Regions from separate parts of the Mus musculus genome. Here all the other regions are linked to region 2. Evidence: chromatin contacts called from public HiChIP or PLAC-seq data. All regions are on one chromosome and are shown on one strand. The core of a region is the stretch at or near the end of the contact, and the rest is flanking DNA. Distances in the headings are between cores, read along the strand shown.

Region 1 (3,443 bases), core at 850-3,349, 140 kb after region 2:
GACCGTCCTGTGCGACGAATCAGACTTTTGGGGTAAAAGAAATCGGATGAAGAGCGCGGGATGTTTGGTGGCTGCCATGAAACATGAGAGAAAGGAAGAATGAATTTTAAAATAGCCTCATTCAGAAATACTATGAAGAATACATAAAAGGACTGAAGGAAAATGGTAACTAGCATTAAGTAAATAGCAACTGACGGACATGTGTGCAGCTTCAGGGGTCAATCTGGGGCCCTATGAAGTGAATATCAACTGGTCTCCAAATCACAGCATATTTATCTACTATATTCTTATCTATATCCTGACCCCCTCACTGAGTCCTTTGCAATTATTTTGACACTGTTGTGCTTATGGCACAAGGACAAGATGCCCCAGGAGGGACCCAAAGACCATCATTACAAACGCCCTGTGAGTGAGTTCTTAAATATCAAGAACATGGCTCACTCTGGCATTGCTCAGAGTCTTCAAACATTTTCATTTTGCTATGGAAACTGCTCTAATTTGACATGTGATTAAAAGGCCAGGAAATCTTGGCTCAAGAAGTGTGCGTAGACACACCCTTCAGGCACTCCAGATTAATTCCTCTGTTGAAAATGTACCCCACTCTAAGCCTCACCAGCATCAGCCTATACCCCAACTCTGGGCCGGAGCCACTTCCCTCAGGTGAGGCCAGCCCCTTCCTATGGATGATGGTGACTTCGAGCCAGCCTGCCTCCCAGGGAGGGCATCACGGAGAGAAAAGCACTGCAATTTTCTGCAAAGCTTACGGAAGGGACAAAACAAAGGAAGACCATTCCTCTTGGCCAGAGCCAGTGAAATCTTTTATTCATTTTTTTCCATAAGCTTCCCTAGAGAGTTCCGTGGAGATGTGTTCAAGGGTTTGCTTTGTTTTCTGATCATTTTAGGGAGAGGCTCTGCAAACTGCAGCTATCCTTACAGAGAAAATATGCCTGGCCCATTCCGTCTGGCCTCATTAACATTCCTCTCCATTCCGCACAAAGACTTCATCAGGGATGAAGTTTTTTGAAAAAGGGGGGGTGGGGGATGCGGGATTCTTTCGAAAACAAAAGCCACCCTGTAGAGGTGGGATGGATGGATGCCTGGCTCCTTGGGTGGTTTTTGGGCAGGAGCCCCAGTGCAGTTTTATATCCCTGGAACAAAGTGTCCACAGGCACCAGTGCCAACGCTCTGGGAAGGTAGCCTGTTGCTTGAATACCCGTGCTTCCTCCAAATTCCAAGCTCAGTCTACCTGGTGGATGAATGGACTTAGGGGGCCATTAGTTATTAGCTGTGTGTGCGTGTGTGTGTGCGTGTGTGTGTGTGTGTGTGTGTGTGTATACTGAAGCTGCATGTCAGAAGCAGGGAAAACCGTTCCGATATCGGCAGGCACATCCCTCTGCTTTCCCCTGGCCCTCAATTATTCCGAGATTTTCTCTTTCCTCTACGTAAAGCCTGCCGCTAATAACAAAATACAAAGTAAAGGCTCCCGTGCATGCATGTATGCCAGTGATGAGAGTCAAAAGGAGATAAGAAAACAGGGCCTACAAGTCCAGAGGGGGCAGCGAAGGGACCTGAAAAATCCACTAACTGTTCCTTTGATGGGCGCCGCCTAAGGGTAGGCCCAGGGGGTTCATGAGTCTTGAGTCCAGCTCAAAAATAAATCTAAACCATTCTTTCCTTGGGACAGCAAGAAGATTAAAGTCAGACTCCATTTTCCTTCCCCTGGGACTCTTAACAGAGGGGCTGGGATCAAGCCTGATTATCACTGTGAGGAAAAGTCAGCCCTGCGTGAAAATCTGGACCAAGGCCAGGCTCTAGGTTAGAGTCTGGGCTTTACAACTCCGGAAGTGGAACTCTGCCCTCTAGGACGGCTCTGAGGACTGACCAATCATAGAGCTGATGGCAGCATTATCCTTGCCATAAGCATAAGGTTTTATGCCTGAGTGACTTGTATCCTTTGGAGCTAGAGGCTGCTCTTTTGAATTTGGATTTCAGAAATGAGCAAAACACACCAGAGCTAAGCAATAGTTACAGAGTCTGGGGCAAAACAGTGCATGGTGGTTTAAGCCAAGAGGGTTACCATGGCTACTTGATGAATCATTTTCCCCTAGCTGTACGACTTTTGGGTACTTTCCTAAGTCACTGACTGCCAAGATAAGGCCAACAGAGTCCAACACAAGCTTAAGAACAACAATAGAACATATTTATGGTGGGAGGGAACCCTCTTAGTTGGCCATTTGGACTTTGGCCTCAGGTTTTCTATAAAGGAAAAAAAAAAAAAAAAAAAAAAAAAAAAAAAGAGCCCATGAGAAGCACTTCCCCAAAGCCCAGGAACTAGTGAGCACACAGTGGTGACCTCCAGAGCATCCCATTCTGACCCCTTCCTTACCCGCAGCTTCTCCTCTGTCTTAGTGGACTGCTTACAGTCGGGATGCCACACGGTAGAACCTGGAAAGACAGAATGAACTGTGGGAATAGAGGAAATGGAAAGAAGGCACAGTCCTGTTAAGCAGACTTTCCACAGACCCCTCCCTCCCCAGCACAGGGTCCCACATGTGACCTCTGACCGTGAAGTCAACTCTACCCTTTGAGTGAGTTCTGAACTTGCTGTACACAGGGCACAATGGAGGGCCACAGAATGGAGTCTGAGAGCAGCCTCACACAAGAGATGTTTCCCTTTTAATAGGGTTACATTGTCTTTCTTTTTAAAACATAAATCATTGTTCTTTAAAAAGTAACACCTGAGACCTGAGTCCTTACTACTGGTTCTACTTGATCTTAGAATTAAAGCCATGTTTACATAAGTAACCATCAAAACACCCAAGCCACTTAATGAAGAGAAGTAGAGTCAAACTCAATGGCCCAGGTCCAGGTGTAAAACCTACTGAAGCTTTCATTTTTTTTTTTTTTTTAGGATTATTTATTTTATTTTATATATGTGAGTACACTGTCGCTGTCTTCAGACACACCAGAAGAGGGCATCCGATTCTTTTGCAGATGATTGTAAGCCACTATGTGGTTGCTAGGAATCGAACTTGGGACCTCTGGAAGAGCAAATAGTGCTCTTAACCACTGAGGCGCCTCTCACCCCTCATTCTTCTATTTCTATAGTTGCCCACACTTAGAGGAGAAATCAGATCAACTGGCAACGTTGTTAAACTTAGTTTATAAATCTTTCAACTTTTTAATTAAGTAACAGGAACAAAATCCTTTGGCTTCAATGAGTCAAGTAATGACCGAGGTGGATTTTCTGTTCCTGCTTCTAAGATCTCCCTTTCTCAGACTTCGAAGAACCTTCATGGGTGACACAGGTATCAAAGAATTAAAAAGCTGGAAGTCTCTCTTATGCTCTTACTCTCCTACTCTCACCCTCTCTGTCCCTTCTTCTCTTCCCTATTCCCCTCTCCCCTCTCTCTCTACATGTTCCTGGCTGGCCTCTCCTCTCC
Region 2 (3,731 bases), core at 1,075-3,574:
GCACGTCCCTAGCACCCAGTGTGTGCTTCTGAGATGACCCTGCATGTCCCCAGTGCCCCGTGTGTGCTTCTGAGATGACCCTGCATGTCCCTAGCGCCCAGTGTGTGCTTCTGAGATGACCCTGCATGTCCCTAGCACCCAGTGTGTGCTTCTGAGATGACCCTGCATGTCCCTAGCGCCCCGTGTATGCTTCTGAGATGACCCTGCATGTCCCCAGTGCTCCGTGTGTGCTTCTGAGATGACCCTGCATGTCCCTAGCACCCAGTGTGTGCCTCTGAGATGGCCCTGCATGCTTCCCGAGGAGCTCTGGTGCTGTGAGGTTGCCAGAAGCTAGCTGAGATAGAAAAGCTAATCCTAGTGCCAGGAGTAGCTTGGCAATTTTTAGGGCAAATATATTAATGTTGTATTTAGCCTCAGGAAGGATGACAGCCCCTGTGTTGAGTTTCCTTAGCATGGATCGCTGACTTGCAGGGGTGTGGTGAGAGGAGGAATGTGCGGCAGCAGGTCCTCACCCATGTTTTCAGGTCCCACGGGCAGGAGAGTGTATGACAATGGACATGCAGGACCAGCCATGGGGACAGGAAGAAGGCAGTAGCCTCCCAGGGCATGCACCCATCTCAGAGCAGGTAACAAGCAGGAAACAAACTGGCACTCTAACTCGAGGACAAGCAGTACCCAAGGTGATCGTGGCGTAAAGGACTCCTTCAGGCAACCGTGTCCATCTGGGGACTCCAGTGGGAAGATATGCTCCATAATGACCTGTGTGGTTGAAGCTCAAAGGTATGGGCAGAGGAGGGGGAGAGGGGAGGGAAGAGGGAGGGAGGGAAAGTGGGAGAGAGGGGGAAGGGAGGAGAGGAGGGAAGGGGAGGATGAAGAGAGAGAGGCATAGTCTACACAAAGACTCAGATGTGATATGTGGCTGCCTACCGCTAGGAGCAGTGGTTCTCAACCTGTGGGTCGTGACCCCTTTGGGGATTGAATGACCTTTTCACAGGGGTCACCTAAGAGCACCAGTAAACATAGGTATTTACATTATGATTCATAACTGTAGCAAAATTATATATATTTAGTAGCAACGAGAATAATTTTATGGTTGGGGGGTCACCATAAATGACAAACTACATTAAATGGCTGCAGCATTGGGAAGGTTGAGAACTGCTGCACCCGAAGCTACTGCTGTCTCCTCCGAGGCGTGGACTTCTCAGGAGAGGCCAAGGATGTCATTCATGAGATCTGTTCACATGACCACTAGAGGTGACCGCCAGTCTTCACCAGAGGGGTGTGGACAGAATGACTTGCATCATGTCTGGGCAGTGCCTTTAAGAAACAGGCAGGCAGCCGGGCGGTGGTGGCACATGCCTTTAATCCCACCCAGCACTTGGGAGGCAGAGGCAGGCAGATTTCTGAGTTCGAGGCCAGCCTGGTCTACAAAGTGAGTTCCAGGACAGCTGGGGCTAGACAGAGAAACCCTGTCTCGAAAAACCAAAAAAAAAAAAAAAAAAAAAAAGAAAGAAAGAAAAGAAACGGGCAGGCATTTTTTAGTCCCTCTTTGCCCTGGAGGGTGGCTGAGCCAAAGATTAGAGGCGCCCAAGTATTCATTACACAGGATCAGAAATGCCACGCTGCTCAGAGTAGAAACCAATGCCTGAGAGCTATGTGTTACAGCAAATGGTCTTTTCCCCCAGCATCAGGACGAAGACATCTTGGGCAAACAGAGAGACGGTAATGTCTCAAGCATGAACGTGCAGCGTGCTCAGTTAGAGAGAGGACCCTGCTCTGTGGACAGTGCTGGGACATTACTGCTGAAGCAGGACAGAGTCCCAGCAGCTGGCCTTACCTACAAAGCTAGCACAATCTTGTTAGCTACCCAGCTGGAGCAACCCCTATACCTATTCACCCTTCCTTTTGCTAAGACCAGGTCACCCTGCTCAAGCAGGTGTGGGGACAGCAGACAGGAAGTGAGGGCTATTTGGCTGGCCACACAGGTAAAGGTCACAAGGATGTCCAACTTCCCAAGTTGTCCCTAGACCTCATGATGGCAGGAGAGATGGGCAGCCTTCCCACTCCCTACTTCTCTGGCCCACTCCCTGGGGTGAGTCAGAACTGACACAGTGGGAAGCCCCTGGCCAGGCAGTAAGCACGGGCAAGCAGCAAACAGCAAGGGGCTGGGTGTTTCTGACCACTTGTTTGTGTGGAGTTGAAAAGTCTGCCCCTGTGTGTTTGGGAGACAGGTCCTGGCTGGCAGGGGCCACACCCAGGAGAGGAGATACACAGAGGTGCTCACTAGTGAGTCACTGTTTCTGCCTCCAGGATACACCCAGACAGCATCGCCACGCCCTTGGTTGGCTTGGGTCTGAAATCACAGCCTGGCTGTGACTCCCCAGCACCTCACTGGCTCCGTGGGCTAAGGTGAAGCTCATCTGCCCACAGTGCCAACCGCTTATAATACCCTGGGCCCCCGACAAGCCCTCGCCTCCCACGCGGTTCCTGGGACTGGAGTGCCATAGGTTAAAAAGGAAGAGAAAAACCCAAGTCACAGCTCCAGGTCCCAACTCACTCTAGTCCCTCTTGTTGAAGAAGTGTACAAGGCTCACCCGCTTCAGCCAAGTTCGTCCCCACCACCGGGCACCCACCCTCACCTTCGACATTTGCCAAGTGCTGTGTGACGACTACGGAGCAGTCTCACAAAGGAGAGGCTGAGGAGATGCTAATCTTGATGGTGCTGCCCTGGAGGGACATTGATCGACGACTTGTCCCCGGTGTGGTGTTACTGAGAGACACTCTGGACCATTGAGAGTTTTGGGGGGACTGGAGAGATGGCTTGGTGGCTAACTGCACTTGCTGATTTTACAGAGGACACAGGTTTGATTCTGATCACCCACAGGCTGGTCACAGCTACCTGTAACTCTAATTCCAGGGGACTCTGGCGCCCTCTTCTGGCTTCCTTGGCTACGAGGCACAAACATGTACAGGCAAAACACTCAGACAGATAAAAATAAACAGGTTCCTTACTTTAAAAAAAGCTCAGATAAAACAGTGAGGCCTTGTCAGAGGCCGTTGGTACTGGGGTGTCCTCAAAAGGGACCAAAGGATCGCTCCCAACCCTGCTTTTGCTTGTTGGCTTTGAGGTGATCACGTTGCACGTGGCCTCTTACAGTCCCAATGCAGCCTAGAACAATGTGCCTGCCCAGTCTTGAACTAGAGGCCCTAAACTTGTGGCCCTAAAGTTCCTTTTCACCTCAGAAGTTATTTATCCCAGGTACCTCATGATAGTGACAAAAGGCCAGCTTCTGTAAGCTGAGGACCTTGGCCAAGAAGACTGGGATCCTGGCATTCAGCTCAGGGCGGATAGCCCATTCGCAATATGTCCAAAACCTAAGCCAGGCCAGTCATGAGCTGCCCTGCAAAGAAAGGCTTACAGTCCCATTCCAGGAAAAACCAAAGTCCTCAGTGTGTTCTCTCTGCAGCCCTTCTGTACGCTCCACTCCGCTCGCCTCTGAACTCACCCGGCCCTGCCCTGCCACAGCGGACTCTTCTCTGACTAAAGAACCCTTCTGCTCTCTGCCCAGAATTCTGCTCCTGCAGTTACCTGCCCGATCTTTTTCCCATAGCTCCCTTCATCCTGAGGTCATAGTGTCGGTATTGGAATACCTGCTTTCCTGCAGTAAGCTGAGTCACTGTCCTGTTTTCTGCATTAATAGCCATCACCAAACATAATCTGATATGTTGTG
Region 3 (3,576 bases), core at 344-2,843, 160 kb after region 2:
GAAAGCATGTTCATATCTTATCTACCCAACACCTGTTCATACACCTACTATGAGTTAGAAGAAGTCTCCAAAGCTATAGAGCTAGTGTGCAATTTTAAGGATGGTGGTGGCGGTGGCGGTGGTGGTGGTGGCGGTGGTAGTGGTGGTGGTGGTGATGATGATGATAGCCTTCTATTCCCTCAAAGTCAGATAGATAGATAGATAGATAGATAGATAGATAGATAGATAGATAGATAGATAGATAGATGGGTGGGTGGGTGGGTGGGTGGGTGGGTGGGTGGGTGGGTGGGATGGATGGATGGATGGATGGATGGATGGATGGATGGATGGATAGATAGATAGATAGATAGATAGATAGATAGATAGATAGATAGATAGATAATAGATGGCTGTCTGGATGGACAGACAGGTAGATAGATAAATAGCACATACAAACACTGTTAGGTTGGATTGAGGACTAAGCCATTTTTATTCTGCTTAGCCTGCCCAAGAACACCTCAGGCTACTAAAAGCTGTCTGTCCCATGATGCTAAAAGGTTGTAAAAGCATTCATTCCACCAAGCTCGCTAGGTTAGTGCATCTATAAAGGGAATGCTAACTATTTATTAATGTTATAAATTTGTCTCTGAACAATGTGACACAAAGAAACTAGGCCTCTAGTGCCCTGTTGGGCATTTTTCTTCTTCTAAACACTCAAACTCTAAGATTAATTTTATGTATCCATTTATGTTGACACAGGGTCTTGCTGTGTAGCCCTGGCTGACCTGGTACTTATTATGTGGACCAGGATGGCCTTGAACTCACAGAGCCCCCTGCCTGCCTCTGCTCCTGACTGCTGGGATTAAAGGCCTGTGTCACCAATGCTGAAATGAATTTAAAAGGTGTCTCTTCAGGGACTCGCACTGATGATAGCGAGCTTTGGAATCCAAGGGGGTGTTGCTGTGTACACTGAGCAGGAGGCTACGGCGGTTCCTGGGACTCTGCTTTTGGTAAATGTTAGTGTGGTTCCAGGAAAGGAGCCACGAAACCTAGGCCCCTTTCCTAACTCAGTCGCTACCCTACATTCAAGGTCAAAGGTTTCATGGCCTTTATTATTATTATTTTTTAACAGCAGAAGACATTTACTTTTAAGCTCAGCATTTTGAAATCTAAGCCAAATTGGTTCATATCTTTGTGTCTTGTGCAAGTGCAAAAACTAAAGGTTTCTGGTTACTTATGATCTCATTTCTGGTTCCCTTTCCAGCACAAGAACCGTGAGTAGTCAGACTGTGGAGTCCCAGCAACCTGAGGGTCCTCTTGGAATCAAGGTTTCTCTCCTGGTTAAAGAGAAACAATTGCTGGACGGAGCCCAGGAGCCATGTGCTACAATTGTTGCATTTGGTTAAAAGAGGCTTCCGGCAGGTGTAGGACAGACAGAGGAACAAGTCTCCTTTATTTAATCTCAGCGATAGCTTTTTAAACGGTGGCACACCTTTGAAGGTGGACTTTTAAGATTTTTAAATATTTAAACTTGTCACACAATGTACAGCCAATAGGTGGCCCTGTAATGACTGGGTGTGGACCTGTTTGTCAACTGCTTTTCTTTGCCAAGCTGCTATCTCGAAAGTACATTCCAATTCTGTGACATCCATGTTGCAAACAGTCTCCCGGGAATCACAAGCGTCTCCGACCACCCTGGTCTTTTTCCTCTCTGCCTCTCTACTCTACCCAGCCTGGAGGGCTTCATAACAACCACACTCTCCATAGAACAGCCTGGCTGAGGAGCTGTGTGACACCTTCCAAGTTATTTCCATTAAAACCATTCCACTGAGCTCTTCAGAGTGGAGGACAGATGGTTCGGTTCTTGGCTGCCTACCGAATACTATCAGACTAAAAATATTTTGTCTTCGTCCCCAGGGTTGGAGGAGCCTTCAGGGCGGGAACCAAGACTGGAGAGTCAGAAAAACACAGCTTGCTTTTAAAAACATCCTCCCCTGATATCCTCTCCCACTGCGACCAGACTTTCATCCCTGTTCACAAACAACTTGCTGCACGCACTCTGCAGATCCCACAGTTCTCTGGGAGCGGGAGGGAGCTCCTAGCAGCCACTGGCTCTCAGTTCCAATTGTTAGGAGGAAGAAATAACTGGGGGTGGGGGGGGGGGGGTTAAGCAAGTTGAAGAAGGAAGGGGCGTGGATGATCGGAGTCAGGATCCTTGGAGCTTCTTGGTGATGCCCCAAGGAGCAGTAAAGCTAAGCAAGGTTCACCTTTGGATGACAATGGACAATGGAGGAAACAGACTCAATTCACATTCCAGACTTCTACAATGCTGGGTGGGGTCGGTCCAGCTTCAAGTCCTCTGGATTCCTCTGGAAGAGCAGGACTTGGGGATGAGGCCAGGAGCAGCTACACAAGTGGCTATCCCGACCCTCCACCTGCTACAACAGACCCAGGAGACAAGGGGACATTCCAGAGGTGAAACAGTGGCCTACCGGATCCTGACACCCAGAGACAGCTCAAGCCACATCATGGCCCAGTGCGTTGGGAGCTCTGGCTTCCATTGTGTGTAGTGATGTAGCACTATAAACTTTCACCCTGGGGTGAGAGAGGCCTGCACTGTGCCCACAGGCACGAGACCATCTGACTTCTGAAGTAAATACATCTTACCGTAAAGTGACAGGCACACAGTCAATGCCCGGTATTGTCCCATGACACAAAGACGGTGAAAGCCCAGAGAAGGAGTTACCCTACAGGAAGTGCAGGTGAGGCCTTGGGACGATGCTCCTTCCCTGATGCTCAGCAGCCTGGATGCAGAAGCCCCTAACAGATGACAGTTGGTGGCTCAGTGGTTAAGAGCACTGGCTGCTCTTCCCAAGCACCTGGGTTCGATTCCCAGCAACCACATGGTGCCTCACCATGCACACCAACTCCACTGCACCCCACTATGCTAAAATGTTTGTTCCCACATGTGAGAAGAACATGTCACTAATACAACCTGTTGCAGGGGATGGCCATGATAGTAAAGAGAGCACAGTATCTAAGAGGCCTAGGTCAACGATGTGTGAGCCTTTTCTTAGGCTTGTTTGTAGCATTTGACAGTTGAACTTGAGGCCCCAAGAAAAGTTCTATGTCTGTGAGAAACAATAAAGCGAATAAATGGTATGATTTGATGTCTATGCTTACAGTCAATGTAAATTAAATGAAGATACACTATGGGCAGAGTGGGTTTACACTATCCCTGAGCCAGCGGCTGCATCACGTAATTGAAAATCCCACAGACCACACACACCTACGGCAGTAGCAACCGCTGGTATTTAGACCTTTATCCTTCAGCCTAAGTAGTATTTTCACATCTCTCCTTGCTGTGGTTTGAATAGAAATGGCCCCACAGGCCCGTGTGTTTAAAAGTTGGTCCCCACCAACTGCTGCTGCTACTGCTGTTTGGGAAGGTTTCAGAGCCTTTAAGGAGGCGGAGCCTGGATTGGGCTTTGAGTCACTTCCTGTTCTCTTTCTCTCTGTTTCCTGAGCGTAGATGAAATACGACCGACCAGTCAGCTTCCTACCCCTACCACTGTGCCTTCTTTGCCTTGTGCCTTG

What was found. HiChIP or PLAC-seq counts read pairs in DNA pulled down with a chosen protein or histone mark.
Region 1: an HNF4G HiChIP or PLAC-seq map of pancreatic cancer cells shows a contact between it and region 2. The contact joins two enhancer-like sites. A contact is called at or near these places in 1 of 15 datasets of contacts at CTCF or cohesin (the NIH/3T3 cell line), 1 of 484 Hi-C or Micro-C datasets (embryonic stem cells), 1 of 115 datasets of contacts at active chromatin or transcription factors (pancreatic cancer cells) and 3 of 9 other capture datasets (adipose tissue, embryonic stem cells and pancreatic islet).
Region 3: a FOXA1 HiChIP or PLAC-seq map of pancreatic cancer cells shows a contact between it and region 2. The contact joins two enhancer-like sites. A contact is called at or near these places in 1 of 115 datasets of contacts at active chromatin or transcription factors (pancreatic cancer cells) and 2 of 9 other capture datasets (adipose tissue and pancreatic islet).

Annotation. Positions count from the first base shown.
Region 1 is chr19:57,077,427-57,080,869 of GRCm38.p6, forward strand. Ablim1 (actin-binding LIM protein 1) reads right to left here. Exons shown (of 26, transcript NM_178688.4): 8 at 2,387-2,445; 9 at 1-71. Among named protein-coding and RNA genes, the nearest start is that of Afap1l2, 71 kb to the left of the region's middle. Within about 2 kb of position 2,100, at least 140 of the 459 cell types and tissues checked have an H3K27ac peak or open chromatin away from gene starts, as enhancers often do. A contact at or near this core is called in pancreatic cancer cells, where this site is marked.
Region 2 is chr19:56,933,042-56,936,772 of GRCm38.p6, forward strand. The region is part of intron 5 of Afap1l2 (actin filament associated protein 1-like 2); the gene reads right to left. Among named protein-coding and RNA genes, the nearest start is that of Gm38597, 43 kb to the right of the region's middle. Within about 2 kb of position 2,325, at least 55 of the 459 cell types and tissues checked have an H3K27ac peak or open chromatin away from gene starts, as enhancers often do. A contact at or near this core is called in pancreatic cancer cells, where this site is marked.
Region 3 is chr19:57,096,783-57,100,358 of GRCm38.p6, forward strand. The region is part of intron 6 of Ablim1 (actin-binding LIM protein 1); the gene reads right to left. Among named protein-coding and RNA genes, the nearest start is that of Afap1l2, 90 kb to the left of the region's middle. Within about 2 kb of position 1,594, at least 88 of the 459 cell types and tissues checked have an H3K27ac peak or open chromatin away from gene starts, as enhancers often do. A contact at or near this core is called in pancreatic cancer cells, where this site is marked.